Regions from separate parts of the Oryctolagus cuniculus genome. Here region 2 is linked to region 1. A link is a contact called in public Micro-C data. All regions are on one chromosome and are shown on one strand. The core of a region is the stretch at or near the end of the contact, and the rest is flanking DNA. Distances in the headings are between cores, read along the strand shown.

Region 1 (4,243 bases), core at 1,676-4,175:
CACCACTTCTGGGGTTTGTAATAAACTTGTGAAATTTGCGGAACTTGGCGGTTGAGATCCCCCCATCCTACTTCCCTGGGGCCCTGCACAGCTTCAAGCTGACTCTTTATTCTCTCTGTTTTAGATCTGATCTCACCAACTGGGGCCCAGCCATTGCAGCTTGAAAGAAGAAAACAAGGAATCCTAAAGCAATCTAAGAGGGCAAGGCTGGCTCTTCCTTCCTTCTGTTATTTTGGAAAAGTCAAACAGACCATAGGTGGGTGGATGTCTCATCCACAGAGGCCAGCTGCGGTCGTTTCCACAGGGTTAGACTATTGATAGGGACACACAAAAGTAGCCAGTTTCCCCTGGTGAGAATTCACTCGGCCCCTTTCAATCAAGTGGCTCCAGGGTTCCTTGACGGGTAGGACGTCAGTTGATGATACGGTTTCCAGTCCCTTGCGGGATTTCCACGCATCAGCTGTCACTGGGCTTGAACTGTTATAGTCTAAGCTGAGCATGCAAGGCTGGGTGTGTTCCTGGCTCCTGGAACTCTTAGCTGGAAGCCCAATGTCTGTGGTCAGGAGTTGGATGGTGTCAAAGCCAGCAGGATGAACATAACTTTATGACTCACACTTTCCTTCTGTGCAGGGCCTTTGATATGACAGAGGGGTTCTTCTCTCCGGGGGAGGATGGATGGGGAACAGGGGCCAGGAAGGCACTTAGCTTTTGTTTCTTGTCCTTGGTATTTGGAGGGCAATGCTCCTGTGTGTTTCTACTCAGATTAATGAAGCCTCTGAGGCCTGGGCCAGAGGGCTGGGTTCTAACCCTTTGCCATCCACTGCTATTCTCTGTACTTTTCCCTCATCTGTCCAGGGAGGCTAGTAAGAGTGCCTACCTCATCGAGCTGTCATGAGCATTGGATGAGTTAATGCGCATGAGGTGCTTAGAAAAATGCCTGGCAGATAGTACACGGGTATTATGATCAATTACACTATTATCTGGCGGCATTTCTGCTCCACAGAGCTATTGCCATGTCAAATGTTCTAGGAAATAAACAATGGAGATAAACAAGGAAATGTCTCAGTGTTTGGTGAGAATCGTGGACAAAGGACACCACGGATCCTCAGTAAGTCATCGTCCCCAAAGATGTCTGGGTCCAAATCCTCAGAACCTTGGAGCATGCGAGGGTCCATGGCAAAGGGGATTGAAGGTTGCAGAAGCAATGCAGGCTGCTCATTGGCTAATCGGCAGACCTTAAGATAAAGGGAGTAACTTGGGTTCGCCAATGTGTTTGCAAGGATCCCTAAAAAAAGAGCCAGAGGGAGGCAGAAAAGGAGAGCCTGAGGGAGGGGTGACTACAGAAGAAAGGTGTAGGGGTGCCACCTGGCTGATTCTCTAGGTGAAGTGAGGAGGACACGAGCCAAGGACTGTAGGCAGCCCCTACAAGCAGGAATGGCTCCCTTATAGAAGGAACAGAGTCCTGCCAACCCCTTGTGATCTGCCAGGTCAAACCTGTGTCAGACATCCATCTTCCAGAACTATAAGATAATAAGTGCATTGTTTAAGCCTTGAACTTCATACTAATTGGTTACAGCAGCATCAGGAAAATGATGCATGGGGTTATCCTTTATGTGTCCTGTGTGCTGCCTGTGTGACTGATTCCAGATGCTCCAGACTGATTCCAGAATTGCCTGGGCTGTGCTGGGGGCCCCCCTACAGTCCTTGCACAATGCACTCTGAAATGTGCTTGTTTCTTGATAACCCCCTCCAAGATTATCTGACGCCACCAGCAATCTGATCTCTTCTGGAGCTGCTTATTAACACTCAAGGATTTTATTCCACCCGCGAATTCTTTTGGGTCTGCTCGGGTTGGGAGGCAGCTGACATCTGGAACAGTAGAAGTGCTACAGAATAATTTGGGAGGCTTTTGTGGCTCATGCTGCTCCCAACTGGTTCAGGAGTCCCTAACACATCACGGGACTGCAAATGCTCAAGGCTGGGCTTCCATGTCCCAGACGACTTCATCTCTGGAAGAAAACTGTCAGAAATAGCAAACACATTCCAGCATAAAATGGAGTGGCCCATGAGTCCACGCCCTCCCACGTCACCCGCTGGTTCTATGCGGGGGGGGTGGGGGGGCTTCTGGAGACATCCCTTAGCACAGAGGTGCTGGATGCCAGTCTTCCCTTGAGGCCCTGGGTGCCAGGCCATTGTTGTGGCCTCCCTTTGGGGTCTCACCCTCTTCAGAAGCTCCAAGTACCCACAGATCTTTAGCAACCTCCCTGGAGCCTCCTTCCTTCACCAAACAAGGTTAGCATGTATAACTTCTTTCATTGCAACATCTGGCTTGTTCCCCCAAGCCTCCCCTGCCCCCACTCCCCTCTTTAACCTTTCATCTAAAGCCATTTTGGTTCAGTTCAATTGCCTCCCCTTCTCTCCAACGTGTTCCTTTGGCTTTCAGAGGTACAGAACAGAGGGGAGCAAGAGGCCTCATCGCTCACAAGGCGATGACTTGGCTTAGAAGTGAAAGCACTGGCTGGGCCTTGCCTCCTTTACTTCTTGCTGGCCACAGAGCCGCAAGTCTGGGTCCCCAGTGAGCCGCCCCAGGACATCTTGTGGCACCATCTGCCGGCACCCCCTCACCAACCGCACCTCCCCCCCCCAACCCAGGGCTCCAATTACTTTTGTTGTTTTTAAAAAGTTTGTGTTGGTTTTATGCATTCCCTAGCTCAGTCTGCTTGCATAAAAGCAAAGCCGGGGCAGGGAGAGCGAACAAAGAGAGCCTGGCGCACTGCTTCGGGGCTGCACATGTGCAGAGGCCTCACCGAGGAGGGCCCTGGGTGCCGGCCGGAGTTCCTTAAGAAGCATCTGCAAGCTTCTCTGTGGCCTCGGGGTTTAAAATACCCACACTTCCTGCTCCTCCGAGAGCGGGTATGCACAGAATGTGAGTGACTCACCAGCGGTGGTTTGAAATGTGCGTGTCCTAAGGAGGCAGCATCAAAAGCCCATCCTGCTTCAGATGGTATTTTTTCCACTCTCAGCTATGCAGTGCTAGAAAAGCTGAATGCTTAAAACCAGTGTTTGTTTTGAGTGCAGAAAGTGAAGTACGAATTAATTGTGCTGTAGCAAGTAAAAACTGAACCCGTGAGGGGAAGAAAAAAAAAAAAAGCAACAACGTGTAAACAGTGTGGAGATTGAGTTTCAAAGCCCTTGGTTTTCAAAAAGTTTGATGATATTTCGACCAACGCCAAACTGTCAAAACATGGGAGGGCAATCCACTGGCTTGGAGAATGCATTTGCCTTCTTATATAAAAAGCCACAAATTGATATCCAGGAAGAAACCCGAGCTGGAGGTGGGGCCGGGTGTAGGAAGGGGGCGGCTCTTAAACTGGCTCCAGTGCCCACTTCCCCATCCTCCACATGTGATTCTTCAGCTCAGCTCTGTGAAGTGGGAAATCAGAGAACAAAAGTATGAAACTCTCTGGGCACCCCACATGTGGGTGTTTAAGCTCCCAGGCCGGGGCACTGGAATGTGGCTTCCGTAAGAGCAGGGCAGGTGGAGAAACTCCCAGTCTCAGGGCCGGTCACCAAGACCAGCAGGCCGCGTGCTCTGTCTTCTGGGAATCACGCGATACGCCCGGGCTGCCCCCAGGATCGGCTGACGCCTGGCTCCCGGCCCGGCTGGTTTCCAGGCTGCGTCTCTTTTCCCAGCCTCCACCCAGCCACATCCTCCGAAAAGGGACCCTCAGTGGCTGACACTTGGCACTCCTGACCTCAGCTGCCGTTCCTGCCTCTGCCTCAGCGATGCCTTGGACCATTCCAGCGTCCAGGGCAGAGAGTCTCAATCGTGTTCTTTTGATGCCTGGGGCTTCTCCATTATTCTCTTTATTTTTTTTAAAGATTTATTTATTTTTTTGGAAGTCAGAGTTAACACACACAGAGAAGGAGAGGCAGAGAGAGAGAGAGAGAGAGAGAGAGAGAGGTCTTCCACCTGCTGGTTCACTCCCCAGTTGGCCACAACAGCCGGAGCTGCACCAATCTGAAGCCAGGAGCCAGGAGCTTCCTCTGGGTCTCCCACGTGGGTGCAGGGGCCCAAGGACTTGGGCCATCTTCTACTGCTCTCTCAGGCCATAGCAGAGAGCTGGGTCGGAAGTGGAGCAACCAGGACTCAAACTGGCGCCCACATGGGATGCCGGCACTGCAGGTAATGGCTTTACCTGCTATGCCACAGCGCCAGCCCCTCCATTATTCTTAAACCGAT
Region 2 (4,719 bases), core at 593-3,092, 280 kb before region 1:
TGCCCGTCTTCGCTGCCCGAGGGCTGCCCGCCTCTGACCGCTCTGCCCTCTGTTCACAGCTTCTCCATGCTCTGTCTCTGAGGAAATACTGAAAAGACTCAGGAAGTGAGCTCACTTTTTTTTTTTTTTTTTAATTTCCTCCCCCTCCTTTTCCAAAACAGTGCAGCCTTCCTGGAAGAAGTCAAACAAAACAAGTGTGACTATTTTAAAAATGATTGGAAAAGTCATTCCGAACAGTGCGACTTTGAACAGCTTGGGCCACTGCCTTTACAGCTTACTCCATGGTGGACATTCAGGGCGGGGGCAGGGCAGCCTGTGTGGTCTAGGTGGTGTAGGAGGAGGCAGCTGATGGCTGACTGGGTCTGCTGATCAGGCCGCCTCAAAAGATCACATGCACCTAACCTGTGCAGATGTCAAAGACGCAGATAGGCAGAGCTGTGAGTGTGTGTGTGTGTGTATGTGTGTATGTGTGTGTGAGACCATGTCTACCTAAAATCAAACAGCATAGTGCAATAGCCGAATCACTTCCCAGGCACAGATGACTTGTGCTGTGCATGGGGGTGATCATTTCGGGTTTGGTGGTGACCTTGGGTGACTCAAGCTGGTCCCGGTGTTGCGATTAATAACATCATTGTGTGTGCCGAGGCCGAGGTCGGGGGCTGGGGAGGGACACCTTTTCATTTTGGCCATCTGGTCAGAATGCTTTCCCTCCAGTGAGGGACAGACCTTTGCTGGTTTCAGCTGGAATGCTGCCTCCCCATAGAGGTAACAGCCAATGCACAGGCACCCTGTCTGTGTGGGCTGGCCGATCAGGGCCAGACCTCTGCTCCTGGCCTGTCCTATCGATTGCAATTTGGTATGCAGTTCAGGCACTGACTTGAAGGGACGCTGGGCCAGGAAAGCTACCAGGAGGTGTTGACTCGGGTTGGCTGGCTCAGCGCTCAGGTTTTCCATTGTCAGGCGGCGACGGCGCTGTTACAGGCACCCTCAGGAGGCCTTCCTCTGCTCTCGGAACAATCAAGGGCTTTTTTTCTGACTCATCTGCAGAAGAGTCCCCCCTCTCGGTTTGAAAGTAAATATAATTAGTAACAGGCAGACGCACTGTATATAGCCAGTCCTTCCTATTCGGGAGAGTTATAATTAAACACGCACACAGTCTGTTGTTCACCGTCTGCTCAGTGCCCTGCTAAGTCGCCTTTCTGGAGTGTGGTTTATTTTGAAGCAGTGGCCCTGGTTGGATTCCGCAGGGCCAAAGACCTCTTGGGGCTCAGAGTCCAAAGTCCGGGCTGAAGCTAAGATTTTGCTGCTGCCCATGGTGGCCGTGCCACGTTGGCCCTCGGTTTGCCTGTGTCCCAACCCTTCTCTACCCTCAGTCTTGGGCTGCTCCAGGCAGCCCTGGGATATGTGTGGTCAGCGCCGGGGACAGTGCCTCTGGGGGGCAGAGTGCTGGTTGCCAGGTCTGGTTGTCATGGTAACGAGGGGGCCGCTGCCACTGTGGTTGGCTCTGAGCCCCAGATCTGGTGAAGGGGGCACCTGTGTGCCTGCAGGTTATGCTCTGCCCTCCTCGGGCTGGGAGCCAAGGCCACTTGCCTGGGAGGTTGGCACTGAGGCTGCAGCCTTGCCTCGCATGGCAGGAGCTCAGATAGGTTATCCCCAGGTAACCCTCAGCTGCCCTTCCCGGCGAAAGGGCAGGCTGGGCGTCTGGGGGCCGTGGTCCAGTTCTACGGAAGGCTCATATTCTGCTGAAATCAGTGGGCTGGGCAGCTCCAGGAGTGCATGCACACACCCCGCATGGGCATATTTGGGACGACAGCACGGCCAGAGGGCTTGGTGATGCAGCCTTGGTGACACAGGAGAGGCCGCCGTGCCTGCCTCCCGCCCCTCAGGGGTGCGGCAGTGACCGGATGACTGGTTGGCACAGCCTTCCCTGGCCTGGATCGAAGGCAGCAGGCGTCATCTGAGCCATGGGCACCTTTGCCCAAGTTGCTCAAAGTGTTTTCCGAGCAAACAGTCATTTCCTAACACCCGTGAGAAGTAGGTGGGGTGACAAAGCATTCTTTGTCCCTGTCTTGCAGATGGGGAAATGGAAAAGCTTGTCTGTCCTGGTGGTGAGGCCAAGAAAGGGAGAAGGCACTCTTTGCCAGAGCTCTGGGACGTGGAGGGCTAGGGCCAACCCGTGCCTGTCTCCAGCTCCTGTGGGGAGCAGGGCGGTGCCACAGAGAAGGAGGCCAGAGTGGAAGAGGCCAGGGCCTCTCCCCCAGTGCAGAGAGGCCTCAGCCACCACGGCAGGGACTCGTCATGTGCCCTGCGGTCCGAGGTGTCGAAACTGGCCATTGGTGACCCGGGGAGGTGTCGGTGTACTCTGGCGTGCTCAGTTCCTTTCCAGTTCCTGCCCTCTCGGAGGGAGTGGACACATACTTTCTGAGGACCCTGTCTGGCCCAGGCATTGTTCCAAGCACTGGGGAGACAGTGGTGAGTGACATGGCCTCGCCCCTGTGGTGCTTGTAGGAGTCAGATAGTCAACACTGAAAATGAGGCTGAATCGTTTCCGACACCGACATGTGCTAAAAGGACAATAAGAATGCACGATGAGACAGAGGTTGGCTAAAGGGGAAGGAGGGAGGAACAGCTTTGAATAGAGGGCCAGAGAAGGAGTCTATAAAAGCGAATCCTGAATGGTGAGAAGCAGCCAGAGCTGGGGAGCCAGCACTCCAGGGGGCAGGAACAGCTGCTACAAAGGCCTTGACAGGGGCACGAGAGTGGCCTGGCCCGAAAGTCAGGGAGGAGGACCCTGCTCCTGGGGGGTGAGGAGGGATGGCCTGAGCAGGGCCTGGTTATGTAGGGAGGACCTCGCTGGGCACCAGGCTGTATGTGGTCAGGATTCAGGACGTTTTGGGAAGGTCGCGTTGACCTGCTTTCGTGGATGTGGGGTGTGAAGGTGGGAGGAGTGCAGGGTGGTTTCTAGGTGTTGGTGTGGACTGGAAGGTGGAGTTGTGCACTGAGATGGGGGAGACCTGGGCAATGAAGAGGAGGGCCTTGGCCATGGTGAGTCGGAGAGGCTGCAACAGGGGCTGGGCATCTGCCTTGCATCAACTCTCCCTCTCCCTCTCAGATCATGCAGAAGAAGGGTGCAGGGGGGTCTGCTGCCGTTGGAGTTTAATTCATCTGAGCCTCCCAGGGCCTAACCCCCACATTTTTCAAGGAGGACCAGGCCTCTGCTAACGGAGCTGGAGGAGGCCTCTGTGAATACTGCTGGCAGACTAAACCCGGCTTGTCGTGCTGAACACCCTCTGCCAGCCCCTCTGCCCGCTCCTCTCCAGCCACCCCTGTCCCCCAGGGTGATCTTATTGCCTGTGGGCGGGGAAGGACCCTAGAGCTGCTCCTCTTTGGGTTGATAAGAGTGGAAGGTTAAAAGGTCAGCAGTTCCTTTCTAAACAGAGATGGGCCCTTGTGAGCCACAGGAGCCACTGATTAGAGAAGGTTCCAGTAGGTAGCAGGGTGGGGATTCTTTTTTGTCACTGATTCAGCATTCAACTTTGAGAGGCTCACTAATTCTTCCTCCTTAAACAGGAGGCCAGAAAAGGTCTTGGATCAAAGAAAACGACCCGTGCCTGCCGTGGGGGTCTCACTTGAGGATCCACGTGCAGCCATCAGTACAATGTAGCTTCCACGTGCAGGTCTACACACAGGTGCAGCGAATGAATGTGTTATATCCAGGGGAGTCTCCTGGCATCTCATCATTCAGCTCCATGGTGCCGCGTGGGGTTCATTCTGTGCATTTTTCTTGGGAAGTTTAGCCACTGGCACACTGAAAACCTTGTGTATGAGGGTGTCTGTTCACATCCCCCAAATGGATCTGGGGGCCTCCACTCTGAGATTCCAAGAACTCCTTGGATAAATGCTCAGAAGTTCATCCCTCAAGACTGCTTTTTTCCCCCGGAACAGAAGCCCTCTCACCTGTACTTTACAAAGGGTTTTTGTGGCCATTTTAAAATATTTGTTTCTCTCCCTGGGCTTTTATCATTATTGGCAATGTATAGATGCTGAAGCTCAGAGAGATTAAGTCATTTGCCCAAAGTCACACAGCAAGGGGAGAGAGCTGGCAACAAGTCCCAGCTCCTGGCCTCCTCTCTTGTGCCTTCCCAAGTCCCCATTGCTGGGCTTTCAGTGGCAGTGGGCCAAGGCAGTTCCGGGCACCTGGACTGATTGTGCGGCTGTGAGTTTGGTAAGCCAAGCCTGGGAGGCGTTGCAAGTCCCTGAGCTGGCTCCTGGGAACGAGTTCTGTGTCACAGAGAGAGGGCTGTGTTGCAACGTGACTAATGGATGAGAAGGTTGAGGCCGAAAGCCATTACTTCACCAATGTGAATCAAGGTCATTCGTCACCTCAGGAAGCACGCTGCAGAGCTGCCACATTCAGCAGGGAAGGCACGCCGCTCCCGTCACACCCGCGGTGTGGCCTGGCACATGTCCCACGTGGCACAGAGAAGGGGAGCTTCTGAGAATAAGAGGTGTGAGGCAGCTAGGTGCAGGGGCCCAGAGCCAGAGCCCCTGGCCATGCCCGTGTCAGTCCCTCTTCAGAGAAATGAACCCAGTGCTACATGGAGGTCTCACCCACAAGCTGGGATCTGGCGCCAATTCATAGGAGATGTTGGTAGGAGCTAGGTGGCAGGAGTCTCCTGGATGCTGGGCCCAGTGGGACTTGGAGGTCAGCAGCTCCTG

Evidence for each region. Hi-C and Micro-C count contacts between places; a contact is called where the count stands out from the background.
Region 2: a Micro-C map of ear pinna shows a contact between it and region 1, with 2.5 times the contacts expected there. The contact joins two enhancer-like sites. A contact is called at or near these places in 2 of 6 Hi-C or Micro-C datasets (ear pinna and skin fibroblasts).

Annotation. Positions count from the first base shown.
Region 1 is chr13:54,069,188-54,073,430 of mOryCun1.1, reverse strand. No RefSeq gene overlaps it. Among named protein-coding and RNA genes, the nearest start is that of IRF2BP2, 160 kb to the right of the region's middle. Within about 2 kb of position 2,925, at least 5 of the 8 cell types and tissues checked have an H3K27ac peak or open chromatin away from gene starts, as enhancers often do. A contact at or near this core is called in ear pinna, where this site is marked.
Region 2 is chr13:54,346,589-54,351,307 of mOryCun1.1, reverse strand. All of the region lies in intron 1 of LOC103350930 (a long non-coding RNA gene), which reads left to right. Among named protein-coding and RNA genes, the nearest start is that of TOMM20, 50 kb to the left of the region's middle. Within about 2 kb of position 1,842, at least 6 of the 8 cell types and tissues checked have an H3K27ac peak or open chromatin away from gene starts, as enhancers often do. A contact at or near this core is called in ear pinna, where this site is marked.